2 separate regions of the Mus musculus genome follow, and region 2 is linked to region 1. A link is a contact called in public HiCAR-type data. All regions are on one chromosome and are shown on one strand. Each heading gives the region's core, a stretch centred on a gene start, on an enhancer-like site or on the middle of the called end of the contact. The rest is flanking DNA. Distances are from core to core; before and after follow the strand shown. Region 1 holds the start of Plxdc2 (plexin domain containing 2). Region 2 holds the start of Bmi1 (Bmi1 polycomb ring finger oncogene).

Evidence for each region. HiCAR-type assays count read pairs that join an accessible place to other places.
Region 2: a contact with region 1 is called in a HiCAR-type map of astrocytes, with 2.6 times the contacts expected there. The contact joins the promoter of Bmi1 here to the promoter of Plxdc2 in region 1. A contact is called at or near these places in 2 of 115 datasets of contacts at active chromatin or transcription factors (astrocytes and embryonic stem cells).

The regions. Positions count from the first base shown.
Region 1 is chr2:16,353,423-16,359,219 of GRCm38.p6, forward strand. It overlaps Plxdc2 (plexin domain containing 2), which reads left to right and starts at 2,882. Exons shown (of 14, transcript NM_026162.6): 1 at 2,882-3,815. The coding sequence starts at 3,704.
Region 2 is chr2:18,673,353-18,679,149 of GRCm38.p6, forward strand. It overlaps Bmi1 (Bmi1 polycomb ring finger oncogene), which reads left to right and starts at 3,666. Exons shown (of 10, transcript NM_007552.4): 1 at 3,666-4,117. It overlaps Commd3 (COMM domain containing 3), which reads left to right. Exons shown (of 8, transcript NM_147778.4): 2 at 543-654; 3 at 773-836; 4 at 929-963; 5 at 1,304-1,364; 6 at 1,457-1,513; 7 at 1,598-1,657; 8 at 2,515-2,879. The coding sequence ends at 2,574.

The DNA of each region.
Region 1 (5,797 bases), core at 1,632-4,131:
TGAAGTGAAAAGTAAAAATAAATAAATAAATAAATAAATAATCAAATCCTACTAATTTGAGATTCTTCTATAGCTGTTGGTTAAGTGAGCACTAAACTGAATAAATTATTTGATTGCAGTCTAGGTTCAACATCAGGTTCTTGCTCAAGTGATTCCACACCCTGAAAATTTCATGGCTACCATCAATATACTCGATCTGTCATAAACTTACCAGAAGTGGACATATGTACAAGTTTGTCAAAGTAAAATTCAAATAGGAATAAAGAATTGTGATTAAACAGCAGCCCTGATAGAGACCAATGGATTCATATTGACCAAATTACTTCTAAATTGCCATTTGTTAGACTTTCAGTTTGTAGCAACCAATTTTCACTGACAAAAGTATATTTATAGCTGTCATCAAGAGGGCAAAGCACAGCCAAGGATAGCAAACAATAACAAAATAAATACTACTAATTTCCATAAACAATAAGAAAAAGGGGTGAGAATGAGAGAGGAGATGGTGACTTGTGTCTTCTCCAAGAGGAAATGGGCTTTTGTTTTGTGTTGTTTTTTTCCTACTGTACAAATAGGGGACCTAAGACCTAACTTGTTTTGATCATTGTTTGGTTCCTACTGTTGTGGACTTTATGAGAACTGGATTTGGATAAAGGGCCCAGGAAGTTCTCTGCCTGGGTTTCTGCTATAGCCTCTGACCTGTTTTTTGTTTGTTTGGTTTTGTTTGTTTGTTTGCTTTGTTTTGTTTTGTTGGTGGTAGTGATTCTGGCAGGTAAATCTCCATCCCAAATAAGCCCCCGGCAGTGAAAACACGACTCAATTAATATGAACACATGATTGTGCCTAGATTGGGCAGGTCTACCGTTATCCTACCATCTTCCACAGTTTATGAGACCCCTTAGAACTTTAGGTTTCTCCAGGTGATGTGCTTTTGCTCCAATTTTCTTCTTTTTCCTCCTCCTCTGCATCCTCTCCCTTTTCTACTTTCTCCTCTCTCTCTCTCTCTCTCTCTCTCTCTCTCTCTCTCTCTCTCTCTCTCTCTCTCTCTCTCTCTCTCTCCTGCTCCACCTTTCCTTTTATCTGCCTAATCATCAGCTCTTCTTTATTTTACAAATTAAGGTGGGAAGCAGGTTTACAGGAAGTCACCTGAGTGCTCATTCCTTGTTCACAACCACTCAAGGGAGAACAGAATTAATATCAAATATAATTAGTAGTCTATCCACAACCGGTGTCAGCCATTCAAAGTGCAGAAGGAAAACTCAACATCGATGACTGTCCCATTAATTTTTCATTAGGAAACCACTCTTTTAAACTTGATGTAAATACTCTAGATACACAGATTGAGATGTAATTGAGGATTTAAAACACTCTTGGTAGAGCAAAAATAAGAGAATTACAGTCTTAAGTCTGGTTGGCAAGAGGACATCAACCACTCAGAAGAAAGCTCAGGATTTATCAAGCATCTTGGAATAATAAAAGGTGTAAGCATGGAGTATTTAAACCTTCACAAATATCCCAAAATAGAGAAACGAGTCTTATTTTAGAGAAAACAGGCTTGTTAATGTTTTCAGTGGAAAGGCAAAAATTTCTGTATCGAATTTTGCAGTAATCTTGGCCCACTTCCAGTGGGTTTTGCTAGATGTTGAGATGGATTCAAAGCATACATGCATGCATTCTTCAAAGCATGGCAAGGCCAAGACAGTAACAAGCTACAGCATCGGCTGAACCCAGAACACTTTCGAATGTGTTTAAATTAGCTCTCCCTTTGTCTTCAAGAAAGAGCATTTCTCTTCAGGCTAGCAGATGATTTAAAAAATTAAGTTCACTTGGCTAATCCTCCTTTCTAGGACCTTCTATGAACTTCAGTATAAAATCTTCCTGATTTGATGCCTGGAGACCTGAGGCTTAAAGCTTAAATAAATTGCTCCTTGTGGAAAAAAAATTGAAGTACTAGCCCAGGCAGTGCTCCAGAACATGTATTTTTCACCAAGGATGCATTGTCTCTTTGCTTTCTATTTAGCCCCATTAAAAGATGGCTAAGTGTATGCAAATTAAATTAAATTAAATGTAAGCGGATAAGGGGCCTGGAAAGGGTTAATGCTGAAGCAGACCCTCAAGCTGAAAAAACAAAAACAAACTAGCAAGCAAAAACCCTTTAAACCCCCTATAGGAAATTCAATGGGCTTCCTGTTTCTTTAAACTCTCCCTTTCCCTCCTTCTGACACTTTACCAAACCGCGGTGGCGGCCTCAGGACCCTGCAGCCCAGAGCCACCTCCACCTCCCTCTGTGCGGGTCTGGGGTAGGAGGGGCTTTTGATGGGATGGGGGCTGGGAGTTGGGGGATGTCAGTAACCCTAGCGACTCAGGTTTGCTCCCCCGCCACCCAACGGTTGCCAGACCAGCCCTCAGTGAGGGATGAAATACTATTAACCCTTTAGTGCCCAGGCGGAAATCAGAAGATAGTGGGCGCTCCCTGGGGGGCCTCATCCCTCTCTACCCGCAGGCTGACACCCAAAAGCCACGGAAGCCTGGAGGGTGCAGGCGGCATCGGTTCCTCTGCAAAGGTCATGAACCGGGTGGGCGGATGGCGTCCGGGAGACTAGAATCTGCCACCGCCCCACTCGCACCAGTCCTCGGGTGTTTGGGGCCGCAATGGTCCTCTGGCTTTCCCCAGCCAGTCTTCTCGGGCTTCATCTGTGGGAGACTTTTCTGGCGCCCCCTCTCCCCCGAGAAAAGCTCAGCCAATGGACAGGTTGGTGCTGGCTGCGGGTTTTGGGAGGAAGGTGGGAGAAGCCTGGAGGAGAGAAGGGGAGGGAGGAGGGCGGAGGGAAGAGAGGAGGGTTCAGCGGTAGATCTAGCAAATGGCAAGCCGCCTTCCCTCCCCAAAGTGTAGAGCTGGAGCGCGGGGGAGCGCGGCGGCGCCTCCGCCACCAAACTCCTGGGGCTCCGCGGCGTTCGGAGCCACCTCCTGCCTAGCCCGGAGGGGCTCTCTTACCAGGCTGCAACCTCACTTTCCCGTTTTTCTTTTTCTTTAAAAAACACCCCCACCTCTCTTCTGCTCACAGCAGCTGGTGCATTCCCGGCTCTACTCTCCGGAGCTGCCCATCCCTCCGGCTGCGGGCGAGGACGCGCGCTCAGCCTTGGGCGAAGCAAAGAAGAAAAACTTGTCAGAGGGGTTTCTCCAGCCTCCACTAACCTCCTTCTCTCGGGAACACCAACCACCCGCCGGGGCCAGACCTAAGTCTGGGAAAGTTCCTCCGGTGCTCAGCGCCCTCTTGAATCTGGAACAGCACCGGCGCAGCCAGTGGAATTAGATCTGTTTTGAACCCAGTGGAGCGCGTCGCGGGCGCTCGGAAGTCACCGTCTGTGGGCGCCCGGGTGGCGCTGCCTGAGAGGACCCGGGAGTTTGCCGACCCTACTGCAAGTGACCTTTCCTCCCCTCACTTGGTTGATTGTGTCTCAGTTGGGGGCTGCGAGGGTGACAAGTTGCAGTGAGAGCTCCCGAAGTTCGGAGAGGGTTCAGCTGTCTCTCCTTCACTTCTGTTACCCGGAGTGAAATCCTAGCGAAACTGTCAGAGGCCTCCGGATCCCACCCAAGACTCACCAGCAGAGCTCGGCCGTGTCGCCCCATCCCCAGGGATAACCCCGGAGCCCAGGGTCTCAAGAAAAAATTCGTTGGGCAGGGGAGAGAGGTCGCGGCAGCGGCATGGCAAGGTTCCGGAGGGCCGACCTGGCCGCAGCAGGAGTTATGTTACTTTGTCACTTTTTAACAGACCGGTTCCAGTTCGCCCACGGGGAGCCTGGACACCATACCAATGGTAAGAAGTACTTTTCTCAATTGTTTTTGTGTGTGGCTGAAGATCCTTCCGGTGTCTTCGAACCTCCATCCTCATCTCACACCCACCCAAAGTATCTGCCCTTGGGAAACTTATCCTAGTTGTTTTTCTGGGAAACTTGAGTTTCTCGAATGGGGAAAGAGGTTTGCTTGATCAAAAGGTGTGGGAAACCAGGACTTCCCTGAAGCTATGATGCTTACTCCACCTGGGCGCCAGGGGGTGGTCCTGCCTAACCCCAAGTAGCCCAAAGAGGTCGGGGTGTGAGAGAGCCTGCTGCTGCGGATACCTCTCTGAATCTTGGTTACATCAGGTTGTTTCCCCTCTGGATTCTCATCCCTTGGAGCTCAGAGGCTCTTCCCTGTGCGCCGCGGAAGGGATGGATGGATGAACAATCTGATGACAGTCAGGGATGGCAGGTCGCCCCGTGCCAAGGGAAAACGCCTTGTGTCTGCACATCCCTCCTTCAGGCTATCCTCACTAGTTTTCTCATTGTGGGGTTACTAAGTGGATGCAGTAGAAGCAGCGGGGTTCAGGGATAGAGAAGAGGTGGAGAAGATGGGGACCAGTCGTGCCTATGAGGACAAGCCCTGGCCCCATTGTCCTCTGCCTGTCTGTTTCACAGACAGGCCCCAACATGCCAGCAGTTCCTCAGGGTTTCTTGACACTGTCCCTGGAGGAGAAGGGCCTCCAGATACTTGCAATTGGCCGCACCCTGTGCCCTGGTGATCTGTCTGGTTAGGTGTGTGGTAGTGAAGTGTCCTCCTACTGAGCAGGGACTGGCTAATCCAGCTTTCTCCCAAGACCACTCATTCCACTGTGACCCCACAGATTGCTCCCCATCTCTGCCCTTCAGCAAAGAAATGAACAGGCAGGTCAGTGAAACACTGGGGCAGGAATCTGTGAACTCTTGTAGACTCCCAGCAGGAGTGAGAGCAAAGAGCACTTGAAGAGAAAAAGAAAGGAAAACTTCCTGGTTAGGACAATCACTTTGGTTCTGTTTTGCTCTGTACACCTCTTTGTTTAATTCAAGAAAGACTGGTAAATGGTTCTTCAGAAAGTATGCATGTATACCCAGCTGTCAGCCTTCAAGGAGTCACAGAAAGAAGTCCGGGAGGTACACCTGGGGACTCCAGGTGAGAATAAGAGTTTACAAAAACCTTGAATAAAATGTTACCATCTTGAGACAAATAGGATAATCCAAGTCATGCGTGTACCTGAGTTGCAAATTTTAAGAGAGGAAAAAAATTACTTTCTTGGTGCTCCTATTTAAGGCTGGCTCCTATTTAAGTGTGTGTGTGTGTGTGTGTGTGTGTGTGTGTGTGTGTGTGTGTGTGTGTGCTGGGGACCAGCACATGAAGACCACAGGATAAAAGCTGAGATTAAAATTCTTGGATTTTTTTTGTCACCTCTGGTCATCCTCATCAATGAACATAAGTTCTTGGCTATTTATAATTTATATTAGCACACCATATTTCTGTTTATTTTCTTGGCACATTGCATTGGCTGAAAAAAATAACAGTTTTACTTTCTTCAGAAAGCAACACTTTAAAAGATGCAGTAGTCATCTCCATAAGCTTATTTGGAGTAAATGAATATGCAAAGCAATTTTGCAAAAAAGGAGGGGACATTCATCCTGAGTTGTTTGTTTAAAAACTTCTTTGGTACTGGAAGCAAATAATATATTTACAGCAAAACTACATAAAAGAGAGACTAGGAATTTTCATTTAACTACTGAGTATATAATATACTGGCACCCATGTTAAGTTTGCTATTCTAAGGCAAACCTGAGGATGAAATTCATTGCACACAGAGCAGACCAGCTGGTGGAAAGCTTTGGCTTTGGGGAGTATGGCATGCCTTTGTTGATAACATAAATACACCAGCATTTTAAACTAATTCACTATTTCTGGTGGACCTCTTAGAAACATTGTGCTCACAGGATTGGGGACGGGGAATTAACTATA
Region 2 (5,797 bases), core at 2,416-4,915, 2.3 Mb after region 1:
AGCCCCCCCCCCCCCCCAATTAACCACTACCTGGTTTATCTCGAAGCTGTGTGTGTGTGTGTGAGAGAGAGAGAGAGAGCGAGGAGAGGTGGGGGGACTTGAAGATATTAATGGGATTTTGATATTTCTGTTGTGCATGCTAATGTATGCCCTCCTATCAAGCTTCTTTGATGTATTTATGTTCATGGAGTCAATTGCTCTAAAATGTCTTTTGAAAGTTGTTCATTTTGAAATTTACTGTGTAAACTACCTTCAGTTTCTCCTTTGCTTTCAGTCCATCCAGCAACCACTGCCCCCCCTTTCTTTGAGGTATTTAAAAAAAAAATACTAAGACGAAATAAAAGAAGGTAATTGAAAAGAGAGTGACAGCAGATTATTGATGTATTCTCTTTATTGTTTTGCAGTTAACCTTGTTCATCTCATCCATTTACAATTGAATTTTTGTTATATTTTCTAAAGAGGAAGTTTTACCAAAACCAAATATTCCTCTTAGGAACAGGGGCCTAAAGGATTTGTAATCATTAGCAATTAATTTATTTTAGATCACCCATACTTGAAACAGATCGACCCAGTGGTTTTAAAGCATTGTCATGCAGCAGCTGCAACTTGCATCCTGGAGGCAGGAAAGCACCAAGTTGACAAGTCTACTCTAAGGTACAGACTTTATCTAATGCCCGCTTACTTTGAAGTGGTATCTTTGTCATTGTAATTTCAGTTTTTAAAGATAGAGACTAAACCTTGCTTTATTTCCCCCCCCTCCTGCCCCCTTCAGCACTTATTTAGAAGACTGTAAATTTGACCGAGAGCGAATAGAACTGTTTTGCACCGAGTATCAGGTTACTTACTTTAAACTTTTAAATTAACAATTAGTACCCACCCCCTTTTTTCCTGCTGTTTGCAAAACTGTGTTTTCTTTCTCCTTCCCCAGAACAATAAGAATTCTCTAGAAACCCTACTGGGAAGGTAGGTACTGTGTTAGGTGTCAAGCTGCGGAGCTTTTCCCTTGTGGGTAAGGAATGGAGTGTGCTGATGGGAAACAAAACTGAGCCAAAAAAATTGGGATCCTGACCCAAAATAAAGGGCCAAAGGGCAAGTGGAATAATTGAAGTTAAGCTAATGTTTTTTTCAAGATAGAGCCTGACATAATCTTAGTAGGTGTGCTTTCACTCTTTTGAACTTGAAGATGAGGTTCAACAGTCTTTAAGTTCAGAGTGGAATGAAACGAGTTAAGAAGAGAAAGACACCATTGAGAAAATCCTGAAAGTTTTTCTGTAGATACTACAAAATTATCATTGTCTTTCAGTATAGGCAGATCTCTCCCTCATATAACTGATGTTTCTTGGCGCTTGGAGTACCAGATAAAGGTAAAGATAACAAGCTTTTCTGTAGAGGGAGTTAGAGGAACTTTTTTTTTAAAAAGGTTAGAGTTAAAGACTGATGTTTTGTGTTGTTTTAGACCAACCAACTTCATAAGATGTACCGACCTGGATATTTGGTGACCTTAAATGTAGAGGTATGTATAGATCCTTGTCTAAAAATTATGTGTAATAAAAATTTTCATTTCCTTTATATAAACAAACATTTTTTTCTTCCATAGAACAATGATTCCCAATCCTACCCAGAGATTAATTTTAGTTGCAACATGGAACAGTTACAGGTACAGTATTAGGACCTTTAAATGTTTCTTTCAGTGGGCATTTGAGAACTGTTATGGAGACTTTATAATATTCCCAGCATCAGGTAATGAAGGTTGGTTTAGGTTTTAATGGCAAAGAGAGAATGGAAAGCAGAAATTTAACATAGATTTCACTTTTAAAAGTAACATAGTAACATCCCCAGTAGCCTGCATTTACTGGTGCCCCTAATTGAAAAATAACTTTAAAGTTTGAGTTCAGCACACTTTCTTTCATTCCATCATGCATCTGACTCATAAAACTGAGCAAAAGTAAGAGATTGGAGAATGCCTTTCACAAATTAAACTTCCAAAGTTTTAAGCAGGAGTTTTAAATTACCCTATAAAGGGAAAGTTCACACAAGTTCTTAAAACTGTTAATATTTTCAGTGTAAAACTGAAGAAATTAAAGTCTTCGTTGATTGATGGATATGCTAACGAATTTCTTACCAATTAAATAAAATGAAGATCATTCCTGAAAATTTGAATGAAATTAAATGTTCCAAAGACATCTGTAGTCACTTTAGAGTAAATATTAGCGAAACTTTAAACAGAAAATGTGTGTGAATCATAACCTTCCTTAGAGAAGTTGAGAGATAATTTAGATATTCTCAGCCTGCAAAAATTCTGTTAGAAATTCCCTTTTAACTAGAACTTGAATACCTGATTGGAGGACCAGATCCAGCAGAAGAAGCGCTTCTTTTCCAAAGGGCTTTGCGAGCTGTTGAGCTCCCGTGGACTCCTTAGGTGTTCTTCCTTCCGACTGTGTTCTTGCAGCTGCTTCAGAGTTGCTGCTTCCTCACTTGTATGCCCAAGTTGTGACATGATTGTACATCTTTTAGGACTTGGTGGGGAAACTTAAGGATGCTTCAAAAAGCCTGGAAAGAGCAACTCAGTTGTAATTTGGGGAGGCTGATGACCCCAGGAGCCTAGAGGAAAACCAGACGCGCCTTGTCTCCTGCTGGACCATCGTTCGCGCGAGCTGGATGTCATTTTCAGTGGAAAAAGAGCTAGCACCCTTTTGAAGTGATGCCAACCATCAATTTTGACACTTTTTTTACACATGTGAAATGGTTAAGAGGGAGACTCTTAAGCATCTGGATTTTCAGTATTACTCTTGCGTTCCTTCTATCTTGAGCGTCTTCAAGCCCTATTAAAGTATCGTACCCTGAATAAATACGGTGGTATTCCCACAAGAAGGGCGGCATTCTGTTTGGAGTTTGTGTGTGACTTTGACGACTGAGTGTGCCAAGCACATCTGCCCTGCGTGGGCTCGGACGCCTGCCTTGCCCCAGGTTAAGTGTTTCGGGAAAGGTGTGCGGCCGGGCCGTGCTCGCTGCCCGGCCCGCCCGTTACCTGCGCCCGGCCCGCCCGACCCCGCGAGCGGAGCCAGCCCGGCCGCTGCCCGCGCGCGCCTCTTCCCGGCCGCCAGCGGGCGGGGCGGCCGCTGTTGTTTCCGCGGGCCCGATCCGGCGCAGGTTCGGCAGGGCCGAGCCGGGGCAGCGGCCGGGCGCCCCCGGCGGCGGGCCCCGCGGACGTGTGCGCCAGAAGCAGGAGACATGGTGGGGGGCGGGGCGGCGTGCGGGGCCGAGCGGGCCGCGCCGGGAGAGCGGCGTGTGGCGCTGTGGAGAAATGCCTCCGTCGCGGCCCCGGCGCGCTGCGCGGGGAGGGGAGGGGGCTGGGCGCGCGGCTCGCGGCGCGCTGCGAGGGGAGGGGGCGGCCACGGGCCCGACTACACCGACACTAATTCCCAGGCCGCCCTTAAGGAATGAGGGGAGCACGTGACCCGGCGGGGGGCGGGGGAGGGGGCGGGCGGACTCCGAGCCATTTTGGAGCCGGTGTCAGTTTCCACTCTGCCTTCAGCCGTGCATTTTTTTCCACCCTCCCCTCCCCCTCCTGGTCCTCCCTCCCCTCCCCCGCCACCCGGCCCGCAAGCACACTCGGCGCCCCCCGCCCGCCCGCCAGCCCGCCTCCCCCACGCGAGTCTGAAATCATAATCGTAGTATTAAAGGCAGAGATCGGGAGAGACAATGGGGAGGTTGGCGAGGGAGCCCCGCGCAGGCTTAGCAACACCTCCCGGCCCCGCAGAATAATACGGCTCGGCCCCTCTGCGCGCCCTCCCCCGAGCGCGGCCGGGAGGCGGCGGCTGCGCCGAGGAGGAGGAGAGGCCCCGAGGAGGCGGCGGCGGAGGCCGCGCGGAGGCGGAGGAGGCCGCGCGGGAGGAGGAGGCCGCAGCGCGCGAGCAGGAGGCCGGCGGGGGAGCGGCATGAGCGGAGCGCGGCGGCCGTGGCTGCTCTCGGCCGCGCTCGGTGCCCATTGACAGCGGCGGCGGCGGCTCGCTCCAAGATGGCCGCTTGGCTCGCATTCATTTTATGCTGAACGACTTTTAACTTTCATTGTCTTTTCCGCCCGCTCAGATCGCCTCGCGCCGGCCGCTCTTTCCGGGTACGTAGGAGGCGAGGCGCCGACGGGCCGTGGCCGGGGACTGGTGGGGGTCGGGGCGGCGTGGAGGGGGGGGGGCGGAGGCGCTGACAGCGTGGGCAACCGGCCCGCGCCCCGCGCCCGCGCCCGCGCGCCCGCCGCCTCCCGCGGCGCCGGACGCCCCGCAGCCCGCACCAGCGCCGCCTGACCGCGCTCCAGCCGCTCCGGCCGCCGCCCGCGCCCGGCCGCGCCGCGCCGCCCCACGTTTTAGTTCCCCGCTCCCCCGAGCGCCCCTCGGCACCCTCGCGCCGCACATGGTCCCCGAGAGCGGCACTTGTGTCTCCAGCCTGCGCGGCTCCCGCGGCCGCTGCGCCCTTTGTTGAGAGGTAGACTTTGCTGAAACGGGGACGGGATCCCGAGATCGGGCGCTGCCTGGGTCCAGTGGCTTCCCTCCTCTCCCGAAGAAAGGGCTCTGGAGGTCTTTGAACCTCCAGGGAACGCCCCCATTTTATAGGGATGGGTACTGTGGGGAACAGCGATCCCGACGAGGTGGGTGTTAGGCTGGGGGGAGCCCCGACAAAAATGTTATTAACTTAAGTTGGAGGGACACTTGTGTGAAATTGGATGGCTGGTAAGATGGCGGTTCCCAGTTGTTTCCAAGGTCTTGTGCATTTGTGTTGGAAAGGGTAAAGTTTTCAAGGTGGTATTTGTTGGGAGTCGAGGACAGGGGTTCCATACGTACTTGGGGCGAGCTCTCAAGGAGGTGGGCATTTAAAATTTGAGCTTTGTTTTGGAGTGAAGCCGGTGACTGTACGTTAGCCTTGCTGAGCGCCCTTTCTCTCTCCACTCTCACCCCTCCTTTTTTCTTCTTTTCTCTCGAAGACACTACAACTTTCCCCTTTGCTGTGGGATGAGCTGAGACTTAGGTCCATTGCATTTTATAGATTTTGCTAAATGTCAGAATAGGTCATGAAGTAAGGGGATGGATGCTTCGGAGAAGGAGCACTAACGCGTTGATTGCTTATGTTTACGTAGTCATTTGGACTTGACAGCGCTGGAGCATGATCGTTTCCCCAGAGCTTTACAGTTAATAATTGGAAATAAACAAGGAGAGAGACTTTGATCATTCCCAATTGCAATAAAAGGATTTAGTGGGCTTAGTGGTCACGGTTCAATATCTGAAAGAGAATTGAGCATTAACCCCTTCGCTTTAAAGTAGGCAAAATTCCGGGCATATTTACCCTAATGCAGATGTGTGGTGGCAGTTCAAGCTATTTTTATAGGAACTCCCCCAACCTTTAGGGAGACGTTGTAAAACGTAGTAAAGACTTGATACTAGAGATTGTAAATTGTTGACCACATGAGTAAAACCAAGTTCTGAGACTATGTACATTTGGGTCCTAAGTACACTAGGGAGATAAAGGAGATTTAATCAAGAGGTTGATTTTTCTGTAAAATTATTATTATATGATGTGTTTATAATCTACAGTAAATTGTATTTATTTCCATGTCTTCTATGAAAGGGAAATAATTTACAATAATCTATGAGGGCAAATTATACTCTTGTAATAATATCTTTAAAACTATGTAAAAGATTGTTTATGCATGTGTAGACACTCAAATATAATCACATACAAACTTTTGCAAGGCATGTAAGCATTTGGATATATTTGATGTCCAGTCTACCACTAAGCTCATGAGGGT